Linked DNA regions of Mus musculus: region 1 is linked to region 2. Evidence: chromatin contacts called from public Hi-C data. All regions are on one chromosome and are shown on one strand. Each heading gives the region's core, a stretch centred on a gene start, on an enhancer-like site or on the middle of the called end of the contact. The rest is flanking DNA. Distances are from core to core; before and after follow the strand shown. Region 1 overlaps Plcb1 (phospholipase C, beta 1). Region 2 overlaps Plcb1 (phospholipase C, beta 1).

What was found. Hi-C and Micro-C count contacts between places; a contact is called where the count stands out from the background.
Region 1: a contact with region 2 is called in a Hi-C map of 3T3-L1-derived adipocytes, with 5 times the contacts expected there. The contact joins two enhancer-like sites. A contact is called at or near these places in 1 of 39 promoter capture datasets (hippocampal neurons), 10 of 484 Hi-C or Micro-C datasets (3T3-L1-derived adipocytes, cerebellar granule neurons, cerebellum and 6 more) and 1 of 115 datasets of contacts at active chromatin or transcription factors (forebrain).

What each region holds. Positions count from the first base shown.
Region 1 is chr2:135,322,542-135,325,727 of GRCm38.p6, forward strand. Plcb1 (phospholipase C, beta 1) reads left to right here. Exons shown (of 32, transcript NM_001145830.1): 13 at 69-153; 14 at 3,082-3,186. Among named protein-coding and RNA genes, the nearest start is that of 4930545L23Rik, 110 kb to the left of the region's middle. Within about 2 kb of position 1,605, at least 32 of the 459 cell types and tissues checked have an H3K27ac peak or open chromatin away from gene starts, as enhancers often do. A contact at or near this core is called in 3T3-L1-derived adipocytes, where this site is marked.
Region 2 is chr2:134,930,384-134,933,614 of GRCm38.p6, forward strand. The region is part of intron 2 of Plcb1 (phospholipase C, beta 1); the gene reads left to right. Gm39941 (a long non-coding RNA gene) reads left to right here. Exons shown (of 2, transcript XR_866761.2): 2 at 681-3,231. Among named protein-coding and RNA genes, the nearest start is that of Gm39941, 14 kb to the left of the region's middle. Within about 2 kb of position 1,853, at least 11 of the 459 cell types and tissues checked have an H3K27ac peak or open chromatin away from gene starts, as enhancers often do. A contact at or near this core is called in 3T3-L1-derived adipocytes, where this site is marked.

The DNA of each region.
Region 1 (3,186 bases), core at 355-2,854, 390 kb after region 2:
TTCTGTGCTAGTAATACAAAGGACACCTCTCTGAATAAACCCCATAATTTCTTTCTTTTTGCTCTTAGCCCGAAGCAACAAGCCAAGATGGCCGAGTATTGCCGATTAATCTTTGGTGATGCCCTCCTGATGGAACCACTGGAAAAATACCCAGTAAGTAGCTGCACTCTGCTCCCTTGAAGGAGAACATTTATCAGTTACAGCTGGGGAGATATGTCCTCTCTGTAGATATATGATCAGCGAGATCTGAGCTGACTGGTGTCAGAAAATATGTGTCTGTTTCCTTTTCTTTATCCAGCCTTATCCCTCCTCTGCTTAAAGTGACACCATTAGTGTTTGTGAACAAATGTCTATTAACCCCCAAATAAGTTACTGAGGACAAGCCAAAGTAGTAATTCCACCAAAGTCTAATTTGGTACCAGGGAGTTACTTATAGGAATATGGATGAAAGGTTGTTGACAGTGGTGTGAATAACTCAAAGGTAACTACATAATCCAAAAGCCCACTTCAGCATGGGCATCAACTCATGGATGCTATATCCCTGGTGCTCCCTGCCTGACAAGTCAGCAGCTAGACCGGTTGAACAGTCCTCTCCCGATTCACACCCCACCCCACCCCACCCCAAGCAGTCCATACTGCTGGTATAATTAGGGAAAGAGGCCTTGAGAAGCTTGTAGGTTTCAGGAACTTCCTGAGTGTGTGAGATTTGTTGACTTCCCTTACTTCCGGAACATCATCAGCCTCCCTCTTTCCCTCTAGGAGAGAATGTTTCAGTTGTCAGTCAAGATTACAAAGTCCTCAGCAGTGAGAGTCAGCTCATAAAAGACAGTCCAAGAGGAGATAGCACTCTGTAAATACCACCATCTCCCCCCACCCCCCAATGGATCTTTGTCACACCCTTTGGAAGTGAATGCAAAATGTGGCAATACTGGTTCCTAAGCCTGTTTCTGCCACCTGCTGTCCACCACCTACATTTACCTTTGAGAAAACACTCAACTTCAGTTGCATCCATGAACCGATGAAATGCCCCAACTCTCCCCATGGGTATCCAGCAAAGAATAAATAGTCACTAAATACTATTTAAGCCTCTCTCTTATTGCTTATTTTTCCTTTAAACAAGATATTGGGGAGCTGAGTAAATCTGATTCCCTAATGGACAGTTGTGAGCCCTGCCCAGGGTGTCTGGCTGCTTGAACAGAGGATTGTCGGCCAAGTAGCCCCTCGTTAGCAGCCAGCTGGCCTGCCCTTATGGCAGCCTGACAGCCCTGAGCATTATATGCCTGCCTTGAGGGAGCTGTGCTGAAACTGCAGCTTCTTGCTGCCAAAGCAAAACGATTCTCGCTACCTCTGTGTTAAACAGCAGGCACCAGACTTCTCGCCATCACCAGCCTCAGCGACCTCTGAACAGCCATATTCACCCACGGCAGAGGGGAGCACAGTTCCTGGTGGCCCAGCAGAAATTTGTGGTTAGCGCAAGCACAGTACTTAATTGGTGTGGGGAATTCTGCAATGCAATGGGTTTCGGACACACCTGCCACGCCCCCTTCACCACTGTAGAATGGAAGCAAGCTGTTTAACTGTGACTCCACAGAGAGATGGCCTTCAGTGCTGCCCCCTGGTGTTGCAGCATGAGCAGTCCATAAGACAATTCTCTAGCCTGCTGTTCTCTTAAGGCTGAACTGGGGATAGGAAGAGGAGCTGGTAGGAGCAGCAGCAGAGTAGCACCAGATGACACTGGGATTCCAAAGAGTGACCAAGGTGAGGAACAAAGGTGCTGGACGAATAATGAACTGTAAAGAACAGGGAAGGGAAACTGGGCCGTATTTAATAGAAATCGTTACAAAGAAAGCTAAGCCTTAAGTTCCCAGGATCGAGACCTATAATACTAGGATTTTAGGTGCTCTGGGTCCTTACACCCTAAGCTCTTTCAGGAGATAGAGCACAAGCAGGCAATAGTGCCTTGCTGCTGATCACTGCTGCAGGAAGCAGAGGATCATGACAGCTGCCCAGTTCCAGACTACTGGTGGCTAAAGCTCAGACTGAAAGCCTGTCACCATGTCACCATACATCTTTAGCTTCTTAAGCCTAGAGCAGTAGAAGCCTGGCTCTCTGTGCTTGAAGCTATATAAGACATGGAGCATACGAACTCCAGGTCCCAGGCTCAGGTCCTCAGGGGGCCCAGCTTAGAACAAGGGAAGATCTTCTCTTCATCTCCCTGGGACTCCTGAGTAAGAGGACCCTGCCCAGTGGATGGGTAGCAGCCCCATCCCTGTTCATAAAGGCAAAGAGCAGCCAGAACCTAAAGAAGCCTCTTCTTCCTGGACACTTTGGCCCAGTATCTGCATATTTTCAAGTGAGTTCATACTGGTCCCCAGACTCATGGCAAGCAAAGGATAGAGGGCCAGCTTGTGGGACTTCAAAGGCCTCTCTAAAAATAAGCCTGTCTTGTGTCTTGCACATGCTCCCTGATACAGTAACTTATAACCTTCTCATGGGAAGTTGATTTCCCAGTATATGGACAAACTTGCAACAGTGAAGTAAGGCTCAGTAAGACAGCTCAGATCTAGGGGCAAGAGGAAAATCTGAAATTATGTCTGATTTGGCTGATGCTAAAAGCCCACCCGAAACCAACACAAGATGTTGCTGCCCCTAACGCTTTGTCTGAAACAGTGACTTATTTGGAAACTTTTACCCAACTTCAACAATTCTTTCTGTCCAATGTTTGGCCTTTTCCCAAAGACTCAGGTCAGAGATGATTTATGTATCTGCAGTAAAATGATTGGACTTGCAGGGCCCGTCAGAAAATGCCTGAGAGTCCAAGGTCAGACCATTAAATCTACCTGTACATTTCCGTGGCCTCATTTTTTTTTTTTTTTGTAGTTTCATTGTAGAAAATGAGTTAGGTCATTTAAAAGCATCTTTTATTTAAAACAAATGCAGGGCACAATTAGAATGCTTTCGTGAACTATGCTGAATATAGTAGATGCCAATCTAGAGGCTGTGCTATCCAAAGCAGTGGGATTAGAGAGGTGCCTGGAAGGAAGGACAGTATTTTTAAAGGCTGTGCTTTCTTTTAAATAGCTGGAATCTGGGGTACCTCTTCCAAGCCCTATGGATTTAATGTATAAAATCTTGGTGAAAAACAAGAAGAAGTCGCACAAGTCGTCAGAGGGAAGTGGTAAGAAG
Region 2 (3,231 bases), core at 603-3,102:
TCTATCAAAATTCACAAATGTATACTAAAATATCTATATTTGTACCACATCAACACTTGTAAAAGTAAAATACTTTGTTATGAAGTCAATTATTAAAAAAAAAACCCTGAAAACAGATAAAAGTGAATTGGCCTTTATTGGTCTTACAGCAGTTTCATCTACAATGTTAGATATTTGAGTGGGTATATCTATTCTGTTACAGTGCATATTTGCGAGCCTCAGGATCCCTCTGAGACTATGTCTGGTCTAGAAAGCATTGCATTCATTTATAGTTTTCTGCAATCAGTGGGAGCTTGATTGAGTTAGAAAGCGTACCATTTGAATTTCACTGTGATCTATCTTCCTTTTTAGAAATGAGAGGAGAGACGTACTTAACTGTGTTTGATTGAGTGACAGTTGATAGATCTTGTTTCTCAGTGTGAGGCTAGGTTTAATCTCTATTAAATGCACATGTCACTTCTCAGATGCTGGCTGGCTTGATGATTTGAAAGGACCTCGGGTAATAAGCAAATATTTCTATGACTCTAGAGTCACTGTTTGCTCTTAGCAGGACCTAGGTTTTTCTCAGTTGCCACTTATACTTGGCTAGGGAGCTGAAGACAGTCAAATTCTAAGGCCACTAGCTGATGATCTAGTTGATGCCCTAAGTCTGTGATTAATCTATATTGTATTCTTGGCAGAAACACATAATTACAAATGAGGGATTGGATTGTGCCCTCAGGAGGAACGTGAGTCCCTGATCTATACCCACAGTGCCAGTTCGCTGCTTAGTTGGTGCCTTCTGTGGACAAGGTACAGTGATTTGGAGGTGACCCTTGCTCTTTGTAGAATTTTGAAGTGTTTGAGAGGGTGCTTAACCTCTACTCCAGCATGACTTTTCTTTAAAGCAGAATGCAACACATTTTTTTCGGATCAGAAAATGCAACAGCAGAGACCAGTGCCGTTTATGTCTTTGAAAAATGTGCTATATAGCAGCTGTCCCAAGATGTACCAACTAGCTCAGGGATGGATGGCTCATATCATGTGCTGGGCTCCGGGATGCTCTTCCGGATGGCCAGTGTAACTGTTGCTTCACTGCTTCCAATGCTCCTGCAGGTCTCTTGTGTCCCAGCCTAATGAGAAACTCTCAGAACTCGTTTCGCCTAAATACTAAAGAGTCACCGTACCTTGCTGATCATGACATTCAACTGGAGAAAATTATCCTGGAAACCAGAAGGTCTATCAGGCAAACTCGGGTTATTGACAGGCTAAGAACATTTGTCAGGGCACTGGATTTCTTCTTCAAAGAGAAAGAAATATCTCCCTCTTCCCAGAGTCATTAGATATAAGCTCCCCCTTTTCTGTTTCAGACTGTAGTCTCTCATATAACAAAAAGGGGTGTGTGGAATCCTTCTTATCCTTGAAGGTCATGTTCAGCTCTTATTTTGTCCTTTTCCACTCCCATTAAATTTCTTGTCTCCAAGTCTTGCTTACCCTGTTTCCTCTGATTCTGGACCAAGGCAGCCTGCTAAGCCTGCAAGAACACCAGGCAGGCAAAGGGAGTCTGAATGTTTGCCTAAACTCTCTGAGCTGTTAAAGTGAAACACTGAGGGCAAAGGCTAACTGCAAGTGATGGAATTAAATATTTACCATGTTAGCCATGACCACTCAGGGGTTTCAGGAAAAGCTAACCATATTGCATGGAGTTTTTTCTCCTGCTTTCCAGATGATATCCAGTCTCGAGTAAATTTGCCAGCTCTCGGGGAACGCTATTCAGCAACATTAATTTCTTTGCCTACTTACAGTTTCAAGCAATTATAATCTTGGCAGTTTCACCTGCCTTGAGTAAGAACTTGTACACTTTGTTGATATCTGGCAGAACTAACACTCTCCTGCAAAGACTTACGTTTCAATACTGCTAATTCTACAAGGCACTTGAGCTGTGGATTAGCGTTTTATGGACATTTGGGCCAAAGTTTTATTACTCAATTGTCTCAAATGGAAAAATATATTTAAAAAAAAAACAAGACATTTGGGGTTTGTGTTCTTTTTTCAATGCCCTTATTAAGTTAGTTGGTTTTGTAAGGTGCTAGGTATTGGAACACTAACTCATATTGGATACTCCGCTGTAGAAATTGACATAATGAGTATTGACTTGGGGCTCAACCTTCTTTAGGAAGAACCATGTCAGCTCAGAGCTCCTAAGAGGGTGGCAGGTACATTTTCAGTGACTGTATTATAATCTCACTTCTTTTTCTCGTTTTTTCACTTCCCTTCCCCCTCTCCTCTTTAGCCTCCCTCCCCCTTTTCCTCTTCCCATTTCTACCCTCCCCTTCCTAGCCCTCCTCTTTTTCTCTATTCCCCTCACATTCCTTCTCTTTTTTTATTTCTCCATTGCCTTTATTTTCCTTCCATTCCTTTCTAACTGATCTCACATTTATCCCCTAACAAATGCCTTTGTACAGATCTTTGCCTCACAGTGTATCTATCTCCCCAAGGTTCTTAAAAACCATAGCTGTGATTACATGAAGATAACAAAGTTTGAGGGAAAGAAAGAGATTGGAAGCTACTAATGAACTCTTAGGACCAGGGAAATGGAGTTTCTGTTTTCCTCCCCACATTGGTCTTGTTGGGAGGATGAAGGCAGCTCATTGGCCCCAGGCCCTGCTGGGGACATAAGCACTCTCTTTTCCCTCCCCTTTTCTATGTCTTATGTTATGTGATTTGCTAGCATGTTATATGTCACAATACCCATGTTTACTCTCTGTCTACATCCACTGCTTCTCCCATACACACACAGACACAGACACAGACACACACACACACACAGACACACACACACACACACACACACACACACACACACACACACACACACAGAGTACATAAACCCAGGAAGAAAAAGATCCTTGTTTACTTTCAGTGATGTGTTTAGCACATAGTAGGTCTTAGTAAGTATTAAATAAATGAAGGAGAGAAGTCAAAGGGCAAGCAGACACTGGGTAACTGTGACATGCAAGTCCTTTTAACAACTGGAGAGTTTCAAAGTGGGAGAAATGTTGAGTGGATGGAGATTTAAGGGTTTGGAGAAAACTAATACACCGAAATGCTTTGAAAACACAATTTTCATATTCGAGGCTGTGTCAGATTCTCTTAGAGAGCTTGTTAAACAAAATCACTGGCCTCACTGTCAGAGTGTCTAATTCTGCGGGTTCTCTTATCCGTTATTAGTTTTTGAAGCAATTTCAAGTC